Linked DNA regions of Mus musculus: all the other regions are linked to region 1. The links are chromatin contacts, called in public ChIA-PET and HiChIP or PLAC-seq maps. All regions are on one chromosome and are shown on one strand. The core of a region is the stretch at or near the end of the contact, and the rest is flanking DNA. Distances in the headings are between cores, read along the strand shown. Region 1 has its middle 14 kb from the start of Gm31928. Region 2 overlaps Gm27166 (a long non-coding RNA gene). Region 3 has its middle 44 kb from the start of Gm27166. Region 4 has its middle 13 kb from the start of Gm27162. Region 5 overlaps Gm27162 (predicted gene 27162).

Region 1 (3,687 bases), core at 633-3,132:
TTAATTCTAAGCTTCTGTTTTCCCCACCTCGCTAGGGACAATCATTTTCTGGGACTGGGGAAAGGGCAGAACTTCCAGAGGTCATTGGGTGTATGGTTCCAGTACAGCATCACTCGTAATGGAAAAGTTAGATAAACAGGAGGCCAGAGCACCTCATTTGCTGCTGTGGCTGGAGCCACATCCAGTTGGAACAAGAGGACAGTGGGGCTGCCCAAGGGACGTCTGACTGGTGGCATCATAGTAGAGGGCACTGACGCCTCAGTCCTCCTACAAAGTCCGGGAGGAATGAAGTCCGTTCTGTGTACCCCATCATAGACTCCATAACTTGAGCAGCCCTCCTTGAGCACGGTCCAGAGAGAGCATTTTCTGAATGAGGTTAGGTGCATTGGATGCATGGAACAAGGGTCATCCCGGCCTCCCCAGGGGCCAACGGCCACATTGCTGCACTCTGGTCAGGAGCTTCCGTGTTTCCCGGGGGTTGAGTTCAGACAGAACTTGTTTGGGGTTTATGGCTTTTTAATGAATCTTTCCATCTCTTTTTATTTTTGTAGAAGCATTAATAAAACACAGTATCTGTGCGCTAAAAACAGTCCAAAAATCATGCCTATTTTACTGGAAAAGAGGCATTTTTTGTTTGTTTGTTTGTTTGTCTTTAATTAAAATAGGGTCTCATGCAGCCTGCGATAACCTTACTATGTAGCCAAGGATGACCTTGAAGCCCTGGCCCTCCAGCTTCTATCTCCTGAGTGTCAAGACTACTGAGTGCTGGGATTTTGAGCATGCATGACCACACCTGATTTTTGTAGCACTGGGATTCGAACCCAAGGCTCTGTGGTACCAGGTGAGTACTCTGACAGTTGACATCTGGAAATCCCTATCAAAGTTCAGAATGTAAAGGGCTCTTCCCACCACACCCACCCCTCTGGGTGCTGAGCTCTGCTCTCTCTATTTTGTTCTGTAGATGAAGGCTCTGCCCTGGTCAGAGAGGTGAAGTAACTTGCTCAGAAACACACAGCAGCAGGAGGGTGAAATGCTTTCCAAGCAGTTCAGGTTTCCTTGATAACAGAGGCCAAGTTCTGTCATTTCCACACTAGGCAAGCCTCACCACTGAGCTCCACTCCCAGCCTTCCCAGGAATTTTTATCTGGGTGTTCTTCAAGAGTTTCTTCATTAAAGCTTTCCCTTTCATCGTTGCAATTCTGTTTGAGTTTGCTCCCGGCTCATCCCCCTTTTCCAGGCCTTAGGTTTCTCATTTTGGCCACCAATACCTACAGACCAAGACGCCTCAGAGCGAAAGACAGGGGAGGGTCTTTCAGACCCGAGATCTGAAACAGTGATGTTTCAGAAACATGAACAGCAGCCATGAATGTAGCTACCCTCACTATCTGTGGTTTTGCTTTCCATAATTTCAGTTACCTATGGTCAACCACAGTCCGAAGATATAAATGGAAAATTCCAGAAGTAAAATTTTAAAAATTGTTAAGTTATAAATAACTGTGTTATAGAGTATGCTATGGCAACCATTCTATTGTATTATAAGTTACTGATGTTAACCTCTTACTAATTTATAAACAAAACTCTACCCTAGGAATGTATGTATGGACTACCATACCATAAACATAGGATTCGGCAGCATCAGACTGTGAGGCAGATATAGGTAGATACAGAATGTACTGAACAGGGTTTTGTTGGTCCAGCATAAGTAGCCTTTTGACTTTGTTTTCTTCCTTCAGAGTCTGGTGTCTAGGAGCCATAAGTACACACATCAACAAATATTTGCTGTGTTCTTCTGTGTGTTGGCTGGGATGATTACGCTGTGGTGACAGGTGCCAAACCTCAGTTGTCACGCAGTCAGTGACACTTCCTACTCTCGCTGTGTGAACGCTCTGGGCTGGCAGGGGTGGGGGTGGAGGGCTTTGCTCGGATCAGGCTGAAAAGCAGCTGCCACCCTGACACGTGCCAGAGGATAAAAACACAAAGGCTGAAATTCTTCAGCTTCTGCCAGAAGTGAATCAATTAGTGAAAGCAAGTCCCGTGTCCATCAGAGGCCTCCCCAACTTCAGGGCAAGGAAGTAGGGATTCTGGTGCAAACTCTGATGGGAATATCTGGTGATAACATCTCATGTGCCTAATGTTGGGTCAAGTATTACTGAAGAAATAATTAAGAGTCTCAATGTTGCCTGAAAGAAACTTGCTACTAGACTAGGACACATCATCTCCGAGATGACTGTAGAACACTATGAAGTAGTATAAGGTCCTGTTCCTTGTCAAGCCACATAGGAGGGACAGGACAACTTCAGATGGTGCTTGCAGTCCTGAGAAGGCAATTGAATAGGAGACTCAGACCTGGAAAACATGTCTTAAGTAATGAAAGGTTTAAACAGAAAGGCTAGCTACATAGCTTACAAGATAAAAAGACTCCTTAGTGTTGATGGCTTTTGTTACCTTAACTCTGCATCATCTAACTCTTTGCAAGACTCCCTTGAAAACTTGTATCAGCTTGTTTCTTCCTTTGATAAGCTACAAGCTTATTTTAAAAGCAGAATCTTCCTTATCTTTGATTGTCAGTTCTTATCTGGTATCTAGGGCACAGAAGGGTGTGTGACTTGTTGTTTGGGTGAGCTAATCTTGCTGAGCTATCTTGAAACAGGGTCTGCAGGAGAAAAGTGCACCCAGATCCTGAGACCACCCACAGAAGCATCCTCGGCAGGCCGGAGACCCAGGATCACTTCTGCTCTTTCTTTACCAACCAAGCTGCCTTTACCTACGCTCACCATATACCTTCTCTTCCTAGGACATCTTCTTTCAGATATGGGCTTTCTCAGGAAGGAAAGGTTCCAGTCTTCTAAAATAGCAATTGCTTATAGATGACATCTTGTCCGTGCAGCAGAGTCGGTCAAGAACACCAAGAGATGTGAATGTTTAATACTTGGAGATTGCTACACTGTGGGTTTCTCCAGTTTACTGCTGCTGGTGACTCTGTGGAAACAGACCCCCCTCTTCAATTAAATCTACCAGCAGAGGAGGGCTAGGACACAGGTGTTTTGACTCCTCTCTTTCAACTCTGCTCTCATAGATGGAGGTTGCCATTTAAACTTGTTGATGAAGCTCACATTGACCTTGCATTTGCCCTTGAATTGGGACAATATTTAAAGCAACACAGAAACAACCAAAAGGAGACCGAAATAACGTGGTTTCTATGGTAAGAGGTGAACAATACCACAGTCAATACAAACAGAAGCTCTCACAGAAACCTCAGCTGACCAAGAACATTTAACTTCTGTAAATGACATCTGGGCCACGTGGGTGGGGCTTCGAATCCCCTCGAGGCTGGCCAGCTAGTCACACTGCCATGAGGGGGGACTTGTTGAGCTTCAGTAGGCACTGTCACTGTTTTGTGGGCATCTATCTGAAGTCAGTTCCAGTTCAGCTCAGAGCTGTACCTGATTTCTGAGCTCCAGGCTTGCTACCTGTAAGGTAGGGTAAGGATTATAGTATATTTGTCCAAAATATCAAAAACAAGAGTGGAAATGTGGGACAAACTGCCATGTCAGACCCAAGAGATTATTTCTATTCCCAAACCCAGGCAGGATAAAAAGGAGTTATTCTGGGATCCTGTCTCGGGCATCTTAGCTCAGTTACAATTCAGAGGTTTGATGGTGAAGAGAGAAGGTGGAAATGAGGACCA
Region 2 (3,687 bases), core at 786-3,285, 440 kb after region 1:
CTCACCAGCAGACATAGGCACTTGCATTATTAGAGTGGTATGAAAATCCCTCACTGTCCATGAGCCCCACCCAGGGTGCTCAGCATCCACAGGCACTTGGTCAACACCTGTGTATATCACATGCAAGCTGTATTTATGGACACACACCATACACATGCTCACCATACCAAAAACATTACAATAGAATGAAAGTGTGTCACTTCATTGCTCCCACTGACTCCTAGCCGTGGCGATAGCCGTTTATTGGCACACTTTGGTATTAACTTTATGGCCTTTATCCTGTTAATTTCCACAACTTATTGGATGGCTCCTATCCTCACTTCCTTGGGAAGTTTCTACTTAATGCTTTCTGGGATTTTTGTAACAATTCATCACATTCACATGTGCAGCAGTGGCATTTTTGATTTAACTGTGTTTCTTTTGAAAATATCTTTTGTGTGCTAACACCTGAATGACTTTGCTACTTTATATCAATTGGCAGTATAGTTGAAGATACTTGCAGAAACAGCAATTCTTAACATTGCACTAATATAAAATCATCAAGGGCCTTTTGTTTGCATCTCCTGCCTCCAAAGGCCCTGAGCTAGTGAGGTATTTGGGGTCCAGCTTCTATATTTCTGAAAGGGTGCCAATAGCTTCTCAGGGTGTAGAAATATATCTAAAGATACTTGTCATAGTTCAAAAGACAGAGTATAAAGTGTAAATTACATTAGAATCAAGAAATAAGTATTCCTTCTTGTTTTCCTCTCCCCACAAGAGTTTCAGGCCAGATTTGTGTATGCTTATAGGGTGAGCTTACTCCTGCCTTCCTCTGAGGCCCAGAATTTAACAACTTCTTCAATTAAAGTTTTTTTTACTTTTAAAAACAGACTGTTTATTTATTTATTTGTGTGTGTGTGTGTGTGTGTGTGTGTGTGTCTGTCAGAAGACAACCCTTGTTGCCATTCATCAGGTATTGTTCAGCCTAACTTTTTGAGCCCAGCTCTCTCTCTCTCTCTCTCTCTCTCTGTCTCTGTCTCTCTCTCTCTCTCTCTCTCTCTCTCTCTCTCTCTCTCTCTCTCCTTCCCTTCCTCCCTCCCTTTCTCCCCCATCTCTCTGTTCCTCTCTATCAGGCATACATTCTCCTCTGTCTCTGTCTTCCTATTGTGCTCCCTGTCTCCTCTTCTCCTCCCTTGTCTCTTTCTCCTTCTCCCTCTCTCTCTCTCACCTCCCTCTCTCTCTTCATACCCCACAGCATGGGGAGAAAATGGAAGACAGTCAGAAATCTCAGCTACACAAGCTCATGCCTTCATCAAAGGATAATCTTGACTAAAACTACTTGAGACCGGTATAGTTTCTTGAAATTTTCAACCCAAAATATCTGTTTCAGGAAATCACATACTACTGATCTTTCCTCGTGGTTTAATTGGTTATGGTTTCTGAACTAAGAAAGAGGGTCTACATTATGATTTGTTTGTCTACTCAGAGAAAGTACCAAGACAAATGTAGTCTGTGCGCCATGATGTGAGGCTGTGGTAACTGGGGGTAGCTATCCAGTCCCTGGGCAATGTCAGCTGGACAGTAATGGCCAGGAACCCAGGTGTGGGGGAAGCAGCACCCAGGAAATGCCTGATGACATCTTTGAAAATGACTCAGGGATCAGCTGTGAGCATTAGCTTAGAGTCCTGTCTAATTTTACTGTTTGGGGTCAGTGACAGAATCTGAGGGTTTTGACTGGCTGCAAAGACTTCAGCAGTTTCTTTCGGTTCTTTCACAATTCCAGATGACCAGATTCCATACCATTCTGTGGCCTAGACTTGCCGTCTGCAGAATGACTAGAGTTAAGACTGGCTTGAAGTGCTGGGCCTTGTCTTTGGTGATGGAGGCAGGGGGAGGGGGCGGGTGATGGAAGGCAGTGGTTCTGAGGCTGAGTCCTCTGTGCTGGTGAGAATAGCTCAGCTTGTCTTTTCTCAGACAGACTTGTACTGTAAGTAACCTGAATGTGGTTACAGAGTCTCTATGACAACGTGGGGAAACTTTTTGTTAAGTGTGACTTCCTGACACTACACACAAGGAGTAATGTAAGAGCTGTGTGCATAGACAGATATATATGAGAGGCCTGTAGTACACTAACCTCTCCAAAAGATTTCTCTTGAGAAACATTTCATGTAGATTCAAATCTTGTTACAAGACTCTGTCCTGGTTGCCCTAGATAATCCAAACATCATATTGAAACCCAAGCCTCCGTGACCTACTTTGACTCTCCTTAGTACCCACCTTCGATGATGCTAGAAGAACCACAGATAGTACCCAATATGTGGTGAGGCAGAGAAAATATGACTGTGCTTCTTCTATAGACTTTCTACATTCTTGATCCTTATCTCTTCTTCGAGGTAGTCAGGTTCTAATCTGTATGCCTTCAGCTAAAGAGAGAAACAGGTAAAACTACATATGGTGCCTACAGGATGCTTTCTGGGTTCGTTTGTCTATTTTCATTTCTGTCCCTCATGGTCTGTCTGTTGGAAAGGGATGTTCAGATAAACTTGCTCTAACACTTTCTTGTATACTTTTGGTCCTGAAGAAGGGAGTTGCTTCTCAAGTCAGATAGGTAAATAGGCAATAAACCAGTCAGCATATGTAAAATGTTTAGTCACATACATTGAAGAATGAAGAAGAAAATGTTCAGTCAGCTTTTATTGTGTATGTTTACATATGAACACACATATGAATACACATAGAAATGTACATACAAACATAAATCCAGACTGACAAACATATAAGCTCACAAGCACACACATGTACATACACATACATGCACATGTATACATACACATATACTATACTCATACACACCCACACAGGCACACAAACACAGAAACTCCAGATGCTCCGCAGGATATCTATTGGAGATGCATTTGTAATCCAGAGACATGAGCTGGGACAAGGGGAATTGTAAAAATCCAGTGAAATTTCTCAGCCAAATATTTTTTTCCTGTAACTCCTCACAAGTCTTTTCCCAGGCTTCCACTTTCTCTGTGGGACAGAGTGATCCTGCTGGGAAAATGAGCCACACAGACAACTGGAATGACTTTCACAGCAGACCCCAGGATTTATGCTCATCCCTAATAATATATAAAGAAGCTTGGGGGGTGAGTTCAAACATCAATCCTGGATAACACACTTCTTTTTTCTTTTCTTTTTTTTTTTTTAGGATGGTGGAAAGAGTCAGGGACGTGTGATGTTTAGAGCAAGCACAAGAGATGGGGTTGAAGAAAGATAGGCCCCTCCCATTACCCATCGCCCATTTAATTTCTCCATGGTAGACAGGTAGTGGGCACTGTGAGCAAGGCTATATAGCCCAGTGTCCTGGAGGGAGGGTGAAGAACGAAGCATTTTGGAACATTTTGGCCTATGGAGTTATGGGATTTATAGATCACAGAATCAATAGTGTGGAGGCGTTCTGAGAGCCAAAGGTTCAAAGTTGTGTATCCACAACCATAGAAGAGCACGTGTTTCCTCCAATAGTAACTACAGCCTTCTTGGCCTCCTCTTGCCACCTGGCCTAACCTGCCTTCTTGTCTTTGAAGCCTCCATGGTCACTTGCTATAACTAAACTTTTTCATGGTTTGAAGCTTAGATACATATCCATTCTATGAAAATGGTGCTGCCCAGTTCCTGTGGGGGAAGCAGTTCCACATTATAATCTTT
Region 3 (3,687 bases), core at 429-2,928, 370 kb after region 1:
GTTCTTGGTAGACTACTTATGCTTCCCTGAAACTGCTAGCCATTGCAGTCCACATTTCTTATGGCATTCCAGTCTTCCAAACTGCTGCCCAAATGACCTATTAAGTTCTACTTATGGCATTGTAGGGCATCCCTATACCAAATCTCCAAACTCTTCTACATTCCTCTGAAAATCAGTTTCAAAAGATTATGACCATAGGTCAGGTTTATCAGTGCAACAACCCTATTCCTTGGTATAAATGTTCTCTTTTAAGTACTTTTCTCACTGTTGTGTCAAACTGCATGATAAAAGCCAATTAGGGAAGAAGGAAATAATTTTGGCTTAGAGTTTGAGGGTACAATCCATCATGACAAGGCAAGTATGGAAGTGACAAAGGATTAAGTTGTCATTAATTTGTTACATTTGATGTTTACAAGGAAGCACAGAGTGATAAATGCTGGCCCTTTGAGGGCTTTCTCCCTGAGCCCATAAAACAGTGCCTTGTACAGTCAGGGCAGATCATATTGCCCTAGTTAAACCTTTTGAGAAACAGCCTCATAGACAAAGCCAGATATACTTCTATGGTGGTTTTTAATCCAGGCAAAGTGACAGTGAGGACTCTCCATCATGCTATGGTCACTGCCAACCACTGGGGTTTCTTTTTATGAGAAGAAAGTTCCCTTTTCTAGGATCTTATGAACTCTGAAGTTTTTTTGGGTTCATGTTTTGAGTTCATGTAACCATAACCTATAAAACAGAGACAACGGTGTCACAATTATGACCATGACACCTTTCTCTGGCTGAGGATAATCTCTCTCCTTTTTTCTGAGGACCACTGTGTGCTCTTCCTGAAAGATGAGTATGCATCTATGTTTCCGTGCTAGAGGACACATGCCATATATCACCCATCCGTTATTTTGGAAGTTTCTGTTCTCCTACATTATTGCCCTTATAAGAAAACACCTATAGTTGTAATCAGACAATACATTGAAGACTAAAGCAGTACCTTCAGAACTCACACTCTGCTAATTAGGATTGTAGGATTCAGGTAAAATCCCTAGATAAGAACTTGGGCAGAGATGATCATTAGAGCCCAGAAGGAAGGACTTATGAATCCACAATTATATCAACCTGTACAAATGGTAAGCTCTTCGTTGACTCCAGATCAGATATGGATGAAAATATATATACAAATAAAGGTATCTGTATTCATGCTGTTGCTTTAAGACCCCGGCCTTTAGTGAGAGCTTCCATTTTCCCAGAGCAGTTCAAATGAACATGGAATTGGAAACAGATGTGGGCTCTAGCATGTTATTGCACAAGGGCGAGTGGGGCATTGGGAGGGGAAGGAGGGGGAGGTGGCAGGAACCAAGTGAAGGGACCTTCAGCAGCCCCAGGACTCTCATCACTCGAGGGGGTCTGAACTCCAAATTCCACCAGCCTGCACTCTGAAAATGAACTCCTAACAGAAAACAGATGGGAGTGGACCTGGAGCTGGAGGATGGGAAGGAGAGGGAGACAGGATGAGGAGAGTTTCGCTAGGAGAGTTAGACAGCCAGCATTTTTAAGTCGGGAGTGTAAAACATGAGTTTATTAACATTACTAGTGTAAAGAAATAGAAGTCCTTGAGGAGCTGATAGGAGCTGGGGTTGAGTCTTAGGTAAGACACTTGCAGCCTGCTGTGGATAGAGTCCTCCTCCCCCCCCTTCCTTTTCCTCTCTGCTGTGGGGAACCAATGATATTCAGTTTCCAAGAGCCAAGGGGATCAAGCCAGATGATCTTTTTTTTTTTTTTTTTTTTTTTCCTTTCCTCCTGCCTGGGAAACATCTCATCGAAACAGACCACTTGCTTTGGCAAATGCCAGTAGTCCCGATAAATCAAACTCCCTGGAATCAGCTCAGTCTTCCTGTTACTTTCCATCAGGGCTTTGTCTGCTCTGAGACATGCCAAGGAGCTTCTGCAGTCGGGAGAGGGGACTGATCCAGAACACAGTCTGGACAGCAGCACATCCACAGTACATCCAGCCTGGGAACGTGCACTAATTCACTTCTGCCTCTTCACCCGCTGATCAAAGACTGAAAGTTTCCAGAGCTGAACATCTCTCTCTCTCTCTCTCTCTCTCTCTCTCTCTCTCTCTTTCTCTCTCTCTTTCTCTCTCTCTCTCCCATCTCTCTCATTTCTCTCTCCTTCTTCTTTTCCCTCTGTCCCTCATCCTTGCCTCACTCCTTCCCTCCATCCTTCTTTTCCTCCTTTCTTCCTTCCTTCCCTTCTTCCCCCTTTGAAAAGCTCAACCATTTCTCCTTGGTAACCGAGGGAAAGAAGCAGATGCAGAGCATTAGATAAGACTGTAACACTTCTGAGGCAGACAATACTTTGGGGGCTTCCTGTGGTGGGAGGTGAGATCTTTGAGCTTGCATTAAATGCTTGGGGAGTCTTGTTTGGCCCTTGATATGTTTGTTTGACAAGAGAGTTTTATGTGTTCTTTGACAGACTATGTACTCATACTTAGAGAAAGAGAGATGTGGTAATGTGTGAAGACATTTTAGTTGTCCTAGTTTGGAAAGGTTTACTATGATACTTCTCTGTGGTTTGTGGCAGGTTTAGCAGCATTCTTTAATCCACAGGTCACTATTCCAGACCAATGAATTATCTGACTAGAAATACCATTTCAACATGCCTGAATAATCCTTGTGACAATATGAAGGCAAAGTTGTTATAACTATATATAATTCAAAAAGCCTTTTTAAATTTTATTTCTTAATTCTTCATTTTATATTTTTTAGATTCTAATATAATCACATCATTTCTCCCTTTCCTTTCCTACTTTCCTTATCCTTACTTGATTTCTTTCAAATTTATGACCTATTTTTCATTAATTATTCTTACAAACATATACATATGTATGCATTTGTGTGTATACATGTGTATGCATATGTATGTGTGCGTGTATGTGTGTTTGTGTGTGTGTATGTGTATTTGAGAATTTGCCTACTCAAAGAGCATTCTTGAATATTGTTATAGTTAGTTGTATTGCACTATGAACCACAGAGAATTTCTAGTACTTTTCACAATAACAACTTTGTTTTCACCCAAAGTTTAGAAGATAGATAAGCTTATTTTCCTAAATTAAAGACAGGCCTGAGATGCTGACACATTCAGCAGCATTTGTGAGGTCTCAGAGTTGGGATGTCCAGGGCTCGTTCTCATAGAAGCAATTGCTCAAGTCCACTTTGTTGGGAAATCAGACCATTTGGTTGGATGATTATCTGTTATCTTACAATTTTCATGATTTTTTCCCTTGGATTTGTGTTTTGTAGTTGAATCCCAATGGAAATATAGAGGCATGTATGTAGAGTAACACAATCTAGGGCAATAGAGATAGCCTTTCATTGAAGTTCAGGTCACATTTAGCATAAACAACATCCCATGAACACAAAATGCCAGTGGTCACACAATGAATAGGAGTTCAGAGAAGCCCACAAGTTCAGCATGATCATGCTACATTTATGACTAGAGTGGCCACCTGCAGCCCCTCATTCTGTCTACATCTGAACTTGTGTCCAACACAACAGATGGTAGAAGATTCCATGAAAGGAGAATGCCAAGGTGCACTATTGTAGTTACACCATCACTGGCTCGACTCACTAACTTCCCAGGCTGTTGTAATGATGAGAAGTGAGAGAACAGAGAAGAAACCACTGTCTTCTT
Region 4 (3,687 bases), core at 601-3,100, 330 kb after region 1:
GAGTCTGTGTTTCAGGCAACGAGTTGGGCTTCTTGAGTTTTGTGTAACTGCCCTGTACCCAAGACTTAAATGCTAAAGTTGAACCTCCCTCCACATCCTCCTCCAGGCTTCAAGATGTTGAGGAACATTAAGCTGGTGACAGAAGAAAGCTGGAGACAAGGCTAGGTCCCTGCTTTGTACAGGTTAGGGATATCCAAAAAAGAATGCTCAAAATACTTCCCACCCCCATACACACATACCCCAAAGGGACAGAACACTAGAGAAGTTCTTTGCTTTTGGTCTTAAGGGGATTTTTTAGAGCAAATACAAACAAAAATGAAAGTGGCTCAAAAATAAGTGGTAATATTCTCCTAGGAATTACAAATGTGACCAGAGACGGAAGAGAGAAAATGGATAGAGTTCCCAAACTTGGATTTATCTGTCTCCTCCCATCTTGGACCATATCTGGCATTCTCTCTAACTCCCATGCCTCGCTTGAAACACTAAATGGTTGGAAGACCAGCGGAGGTGTGTAAAACCTCGTTCATCTGCCATGACATCATTTAGAGGCTGCTTCTACTGGACCCTTCGCAGAGGTGTAGTGCTCTGTGTGGTTTGTGTGCGGTGGGGCAGTGGGGGCAATCTTGGAATCACAGCCACCTGATACATGGTGTTCACTTCTGGGGCTCCCAGCTCCCAGCCCCCAGCCAATACTTTGCTTCCTCAAGGACTAGTGAGAATAGCCTATTTAAACCCCAATACACACTCTCAGTCTAGGGCACGACCCCTTTTGCTGCTCTTGGCTAGCTCTGTAGTCCCACCCTCAGCCTGCAGGGTCCTGCCGAAGCCGAACCGTGCACTTCCGGGTCCCACACTCCACTTGCGTGCTTCCCAGCCCACTAGAGAGATTTTTCAGAAAACTATTTTTAGAAATAGTAACCTCAGAGTAAGCAAGGCACGGCACTCCAGATTGGGCGTTTTTCTGGGGCAGTTGAGCTAAGGAGCATTCGTTTAAAGAGAAAGGTGTAACAGCCGCCCTTGCTGTTCAACCCCGGAGATCATTTCAGATTCCTGGGTTTGACTCCCTCTAGCGTCGCGATTGAGAAGACATGTCTAAATCCAGGCTTGGGAGACTGGTTGGGAACCAGGACAAAAAGTGTTTTTCTTCGCTTTGTTCCTAAATTCCTCTCTGCTCTCCGCTCTCTCTTTTGTGACAGAGTTCCCAGCATGGGAAGAAAATGAAGATTAAGTATTAGTTTAAGAATAGTAAAACAATTTATTTGCATCTTTTTTTTCTTATTCCGGGAAGGATCAGCGATTAAACAGAAGTTTATCTCAAGAATGAGGCTATAATGTAACTTCTGGATATCTCTGTTTACATTAAGTCTAGTCCCTGAAGAGAATCTGCATGCGCACTGTTAGGGAACACTGTGTACTGTGCATCTTGTCTCAGAATTAGGGTCAGCAATTCTGCTGCTTTTGGAGAGGACAAATTCCGAGGAGGGGCTTGTGGGCACAGTGGCGAGCAGCATGAGACTTTGCAAACGTAAGAGACACAGCCACATACTGCTAGCAGCTCAGAGCAGTGTGTCTGTCTTTGCAAGTTGAAATCATTGGCTGTTTTATCATATTTCCTTATGAATTTGATGAGCCTGCTTCAAGAAGGAAACTGGAGAAAAAAAATGCAAATTAACTTTTCTAGACCGAGTGCCCTGAGATTTCGCTGACGGAAAGGAACCCTGATTGAAGGGATCTTCAGTGGTCAGGAGGGCTCAGTCCTCCAGTTATCTGGTTTGGTTATAAATGACTGGATTTCTTCTATAACCTGGCTGTGGCTTACTAACGTCTGAGCTACAGAGTAAACCAAAGTGACTGTGGGTGATAAGAGGGGAAACGTGTGTGGTGCACACTGAAGACATGCTCATACCTCCCGGGCTGTTTTGAGTCAGACTTTGTGAATTATGGAACAGCAGTCATTCATTCAACAGAAAGCATTCCATTCACAAACACTGCAGCTAAGCTCACAATGGTTCATTATGAGGTCTTTTGCTGAAGGGCTGCTTGCCTTGCCAGGGTAACAGTCTCTTCTTTGACTGTCTTTCTGTTCTCATTTACCATTTTCACATATTTCTCTTCAGAACTTATCTGATGTCTAGCAACCCCTGGTGGGGAGTCTGGAATGCTCACCCCCCCCAACCCCACCTACTCAGCCTGTATACATCAAATGATTTAATTCTTGAAGGTGGACCATTCTAGTGCTGATTTTCCAGGATGTATAGGCTTGTTTGCCTTGGCAGCCACAGAAAACAAAGGCATGGGTGGTGGGCTGGGAAGATGGCTAAGTATGTAAAGTGCCTGTCTTACATGCTCATGACCCAAGAAAACAGAACCGATAAACAAACAAACAAACAAACAAATGGGTGCATGCTATGTACAATGAAGAAAGACTCTGAACTATGGCTCTGAAGATGGTTTTAAGTGTGAAGAAAGTATGAATGAAAGACGGTGAGGATCGAAGTTTTAGGACGTCAGGTTGCAGTATGGGTGGCGAATGTCTTCCTTGTTCAATATGCCAGAGGCTCTCATAGGTGAGGGCGGGGCAGTAGTTGAGGAGAAAACAAAACTATTGAGCTGAAGTTGCAAGGAACTGAATTGCTTTTCTTTTCTTTTCTGTCCTTTTTTTTTTTTTTAAAAAGGTTTTCATTGGGTCTTTGTGAGTTTCCCATCATGCACTCCAGTTCTGCTCATCTCCCTCTTCCCTCATATCCGCCATTCACCCTGCAACCCTCCCCCCCCCAATAAAAACAAAACAAAACAAAACAAAGCATAGAAAAGACCCCATTGCGGAAGCTGCAGTGTGTCACAGTGTGTCCCACAGTATATTTCTCTGTCCATACATCTTCACTTGCAAATGTCCATTGCAGTGAGTCATTGGTCGGGTTTGAAATCTCTGGCTTCTGTGACACCATCAGAATTGGATCCTTACCTGTCCTCCACTCCATTACCCTGTTGTTGCCCTGGATCATGGGGGATACTGCAGCCTTGGATTAGCAGGACAGGCCCTTTTATGCATTCCAACCTTTTGCAGATGATAGAGATTTTGTTGGACCAACTCAGAGCCTTGTGTCTGGGCCTAGGAGGTAGCTGAGCTCTCCCTTATGTGAATCACCAGGGTGAGCTCTCTAGCACTGCTCTGGTTCCACCACCCAATGCCACCATCTTCAGGAGACAGGGTCAGCTCTCCCGCTCTCCTGCCCTCAGGCCCAACTCTCTTGACTGCCTCAGGTAGAGAAGAGCAATGGGGCTGAGGGCTTCCCCTACTACCCTCTACCACAGGCCACTTCACATCTAGTGAGTGGGAAGGCCAACTCTCCCATGTTCTCGCCCTTGGAACCAGCACATCCAACATCCTTCCACTAGGGCCTGCTCTACTGTGCTTCCTGAGTGAGGCACAGGACTGGCTTTCTCCAGTGCTGCAGCTTGTGAGGGGCAGGGCTAGCTCTCTCATGCTCATGACCCTGTGGGCAGCTTTCCAAACTGCTGAAGATGATGAAGAGTAGGGGGTTTGGGGGATTATCTCTGAGCCTATGCCAGTCCATGACAGACAAGTGGTAGGATCAGCTCTCTCACCTACACTCACGCCCTTGGGGCTAGCTCACCCACACCATTGCTACCAGGGCCAGAATCTCTGTACTGTACAGGTGAGGT
Region 5 (3,687 bases), core at 322-2,821, 290 kb after region 1:
GAAGGAACTATTTACAGAATGTGTTGTGGCTTTAATACATATAATAGGGACGACAAAAGAATTGGGAACATTAGCAGGAGGATCCTTTAAAACTTCCAGGCTGGTGGCCATCAGGAAGTGATGCTTACTAAAAACCCAGACAAAGAGCAGTGTTTGAAGGAGGAGCTGGCCTTGTGGGCAGGACTCAGTCATAGTCACCCTACAGGGAAGAAATAAGGTAAAACTAACAACATACTCTTGTCTCCCCTTAACCTCCTGCTAAATCAGCTAGCAGGCAGAGAGGAGGGAGCTCGGTAGTTCATGCTCCCAAGCTCATTCTCCTTGGGCATGAGTATGGGTGGGAAAAAAATTAGTCATGAGGGGCATAGAGGAGATATGTCAGTAACAGGATTTGCGTATGCTCCTAAGAGGACCTAGAAGCTGCCATGACTCTCGGGTTTGGGCATGGGACCAAGTCTTGAGGAAAGGAATATAAGACAATATATAGAATGTCAGAACAATGTATTTTGTTGATTATGGAATCTGTTTTTGAAGTATGTATAAGCAAGTCATGTCTGACTTCTAGAAGGGATATATATATATATATATATATATATATATATATATATATATATATATATATATATATATATATATATATATATATATATATCTTGTTTCTCTGAGACAACTAAGCCAGTTGTTCCAGTTTGTGTAGGTGGGACATGAAGCCATGTTAGCAGATGAGGTTAGGAGGGCAATGGGACAATTTGAAAAGATGATCAATGTTCTTCTCCAGTTTGTTATAGATAACAAAGAAATCATCATTACCCTGAAGAAGTAGCTTTGGGGATCCAATTTCCGCTAAGCTCTGTCTTTTCCTGTATGCCAGGAGTCTTGTTATATATCTCTATCTCTATCTCTATCTCTATCTCTATCTCTATCTCTATCTCTATCTCTATCTCTATCTCTATCTCTATCTCTATCTCTATCTATCTCTATCTCCTATATCTATATCTATTTAATAAGGGGGTCTCTGGGCTCCTGCAGTCAAGTTATTGATGCCTGGTGAGTAGATTTTACAGCTTGAAAGTTACACATCTGAGCTGTTCTGCCGGGCTTCAGAATCGAACCTCTGCCAGTGACCTTTTGTCTTAAAGCTTCCTTACCTTTCTGGGATCCAGTTCTTTGGCCATGCCCTACCTCACAGGGTGTTTTTAAGAATAAATGAGATAATGTCTATGAACCCCCTGGAGAGGAAGCATTGCTCGAGATAAGCTCACCCTCTGGTATTTTTAGCTGAAGAGTGTTGGTTGTCCAGGATATGCCATTTAGCAATTCCTGGAGCCTTGAAAAGGAAACAGAAAGGATGGCTGGGGGCAGGGAATTGGTATACTCAACAATATTGTTTTTTCGAGAAATCCCTCCTGCCCCAAGTGTTAGAATATACGTCAAAGGAAACAAACACCATTTGTAGATAATACAGGAAGATGACAGGTTTGCTTGCTTGCAACTGTGACGACGTGAGGCTAGTGGGCTCTGTCTTGACTGCTCTTTCACTCTTCAAGGGCAGAGGTCCACGGGACAACTACTCCACTGATAATGAAACAACCCTAAAGCGACTCTTGCTTCTGTAAAGAATGGCAGGAAACATCTTCACCACCCGTGACTTCTCCAGAAAGTAAAGGGTTTAAGGAGGGGGTGTACTTCCTGTCCTGATTCCAAATGTGGTTCTCAGTCTTTACAGAGGTAGGGGAACTAATATGCTGACCTAACACAAGCAAGCCTGCAGAACAACAATAGGGACCAGTGTGCCCTCCAATCCATATCTGCTTCATAAGCAAAAAGAGTTCCAAAAGGACTAACAGGAATTCGGCTTTGATAACTTGATTGGAGAAAATGTCTTACCCGAGTTCACCCAAGTGCTTCATCAATGTTCTTTGTTTCCATTCTGCAGTGTTAATCTCTCAACCTCATGGTACCTAGCTGAACAGGCTTCTCTGTGGGAAGTCAATAAGGCTTGTTTAATTCTCTCCAGGCTGAAAAATTAAGATTAGCATTTTATAAGCTCCACATAACTTTTCTTGAAGCTAGTATTTAGATATTATTGATGCATTTCCATACACAAGTCCTGGCAGATATCTAAGAGTGTATACTAATAGTCACATCTGGATTCAAATTCTGCCTCCACTGGAGGAGAAGCATAGCATTTGGGAACTACTTTAAACATTTCCAGTTCAGCTTCTTTATTTATAATTTGGAGAACCTGATGTCCACCATTGTATTGTTATGAAAATTCAATGATTTAGAGTAGACAAAAATTAAACAGCTGTGCTGTTCCACTCAGAAACTAAAACTGAGGGCTGGGGAGATGGGCCTAGTTGGTCAAGTGCTTGCTGTGCAAAAATAAGGACTAGAGTCCAACCTACCAGAACCCACCACGTAAGAACGCTGAACACAAGGTGCACTGCAGGAACCCCAGCAGTGATCTGGGGCTCTGTGTGCAGAGACAGGACTATCTGTTGGGCTTACTAGCAGCTATGACTAGCCAAATCGGTAAGTGCCAACCAAGCTCATCAGAAGTATCTGGTCTCAAATCAAAAGGAAAAACAAAACTAAAACAATGTACACACACATACAAATGTTAAAATAAAAAAGAAAAGTGACACACTGTCTAAGTATGACGGGATTCTTAAACTGCTTTGCTGTGAGCAGACAAGTTGATTCTGAGTGAGCTAAATTGGAAAAGACCAATTTGCCTCCATCTTGGTTACCATGTTAGTTCTAAACTCATAAAACTTGGGCATCAAGGCTCCATAAGGAGACACTGCTAATGACAGAATACATTTTGGCCAGCTTGTGCAGAAGTTCATGTCACAGTCCCCAAAAAGTCTCATGTTGAGGGTTCACCATTCTAGCACTTGCTTGAAAGTAAAGGACTGGAAGAAATGCAGTGGGAAGCTTCTAATCACGAGAAATCCTAACATCATAGCTTAACCAAGAACTCATTTCTTTCAGATTTTAAACAGGAAACTGGGAACTGATTCAATCAAGTGCAAGCCCTCACAGCCTGCTGAAGGTAGAGCCAGATAGAGCCTGACTCTCTTCATTCAAGGTGTCTGGACTTTAGCTAACCCTCCCTTTGAATTTTCAGTCTCCTCCATGCTTTCTTGCCTGAGCCTCATTCTTTTTTGAGTTCTTTCTCCCGAAAGGGTTAGTGAGTGAGGAAAATGCTCATAAAACACTTGCATCCTGACAGGACAACTGCATGTCTGACATGGGACTCTGTCTCTCAGTCATAAGGTTTGTGTCTGAATCAGGGCAAAGAGTGATGTCATGAAGAGCTATTGCTCTTGTTTCTTTATGTGTCTACCTCCTCTGGCCTATGTCCTCAGGTAGACCCCACTCCACTCAGGGAACACTGAGGATTGCAGCTGCTGTCACATGCGAGTGGTCATGCCACCAATCATACATCTCTGGCACCCTCTGGCCAAGAGGGAATTAGACAAAGTGACAGACTGAATTCCAAACAGGATTTTAAAAAGTGTCAATAGCATGAAACTTTTGCTTGCCCTGGGAGACGTCAATTATTCCTTGATAGTGGACACAAGTCTGCATCTGTAGTCAGGATACTCCTTGTGTCATTTACCTGAGTCTTTGATTCTCTTCATGTTCTGAATATGGAGGAAATCTAGGTATTTTCTTCAA

The links. ChIA-PET counts read pairs in DNA pulled down with a chosen protein or histone mark. HiChIP or PLAC-seq counts read pairs in DNA pulled down with a chosen protein or histone mark.
Region 2: an RNA polymerase II ChIA-PET map of effector CD8 T cells shows a contact between it and region 1, with 7 read pairs. The contact joins two enhancer-like sites. A contact is called at or near these places in 1 of 484 Hi-C or Micro-C datasets (nephron progenitors) and 2 of 115 datasets of contacts at active chromatin or transcription factors (double positive thymocytes and effector CD8 T cells).
Region 3: an RNA polymerase II ChIA-PET map of memory CD8 T cells shows a contact between it and region 1, with 2.8 times the contacts expected there. The contact joins two enhancer-like sites. A contact is called at or near these places in 1 of 15 datasets of contacts at CTCF or cohesin (the NIH/3T3 cell line), 1 of 484 Hi-C or Micro-C datasets (differentiating embryonic stem cells) and 3 of 115 datasets of contacts at active chromatin or transcription factors (the NIH/3T3 cell line, double positive thymocytes and memory CD8 T cells).
Region 4: a contact with region 1 is called in an H3K27ac HiChIP or PLAC-seq map of DN3 thymocytes, with 9 times the contacts expected there. The contact joins two enhancer-like sites. A contact is called at or near these places in 1 of 15 datasets of contacts at CTCF or cohesin (pro-B cells), 14 of 484 Hi-C or Micro-C datasets (CD4 T cells, CD8 T cells, the CH12 cell line and 7 more), 26 of 115 datasets of contacts at active chromatin or transcription factors (the 230-238 cell line, CD8 T cells, DN3 thymocytes and 21 more) and 1 of 9 other capture datasets (embryonic stem cells).
Region 5: a contact with region 1 is called in an RNA polymerase II ChIA-PET map of effector CD8 T cells, with 13 read pairs. The contact joins two enhancer-like sites. A contact is called at or near these places in 3 of 484 Hi-C or Micro-C datasets (CD8 T cells, bone marrow-derived macrophages and nephron progenitors) and 4 of 115 datasets of contacts at active chromatin or transcription factors (bone marrow-derived macrophages, effector CD8 T cells and regulatory T cells).

Annotation. Positions count from the first base shown.
Region 1 is chr9:32,614,274-32,617,960 of GRCm38.p6, forward strand. No RefSeq gene overlaps it. Among named protein-coding and RNA genes, the nearest start is that of Gm31928, 14 kb to the right of the region's middle. Within about 2 kb of position 1,883, at least 67 of the 459 cell types and tissues checked have an H3K27ac peak or open chromatin away from gene starts, as enhancers often do. A contact at or near this core is called in CD8 T cells, the CH12 cell line, DN3 thymocytes and 7 more, where this site is marked.
Region 2 is chr9:33,058,801-33,062,487 of GRCm38.p6, forward strand. All of the region lies in intron 1 of Gm27166 (a long non-coding RNA gene), which reads left to right. Among named protein-coding and RNA genes, the nearest start is that of Gm27166, 29 kb to the left of the region's middle. Within about 2 kb of position 2,036, at least 30 of the 459 cell types and tissues checked have an H3K27ac peak or open chromatin away from gene starts, as enhancers often do. A contact at or near this core is called in effector CD8 T cells, where this site is marked.
Region 3 is chr9:32,985,658-32,989,344 of GRCm38.p6, forward strand. No RefSeq gene overlaps it. Among named protein-coding and RNA genes, the nearest start is that of Gm27166, 44 kb to the right of the region's middle. Within about 2 kb of position 1,679, at least 52 of the 459 cell types and tissues checked have an H3K27ac peak or open chromatin away from gene starts, as enhancers often do. A contact at or near this core is called in memory CD8 T cells, where this site is marked.
Region 4 is chr9:32,939,686-32,943,372 of GRCm38.p6, forward strand. No RefSeq gene overlaps it. Among named protein-coding and RNA genes, the nearest start is that of Gm27162, 13 kb to the left of the region's middle. Within about 2 kb of position 1,851, at least 264 of the 459 cell types and tissues checked have an H3K27ac peak or open chromatin away from gene starts, as enhancers often do. A contact at or near this core is called in CD8 T cells, the CH12 cell line, DN3 thymocytes and 5 more, where this site is marked.
Region 5 is chr9:32,905,025-32,908,711 of GRCm38.p6, forward strand. It overlaps Gm27162 (predicted gene 27162), which reads right to left. Exons shown (of 4, transcript NR_131058.1): 4 at 1-2,018. Among named protein-coding and RNA genes, the nearest start is that of Gm27162, 22 kb to the right of the region's middle. Within about 2 kb of position 1,572, at least 56 of the 459 cell types and tissues checked have an H3K27ac peak or open chromatin away from gene starts, as enhancers often do. A contact at or near this core is called in CD8 T cells, effector CD8 T cells and regulatory T cells, where this site is marked.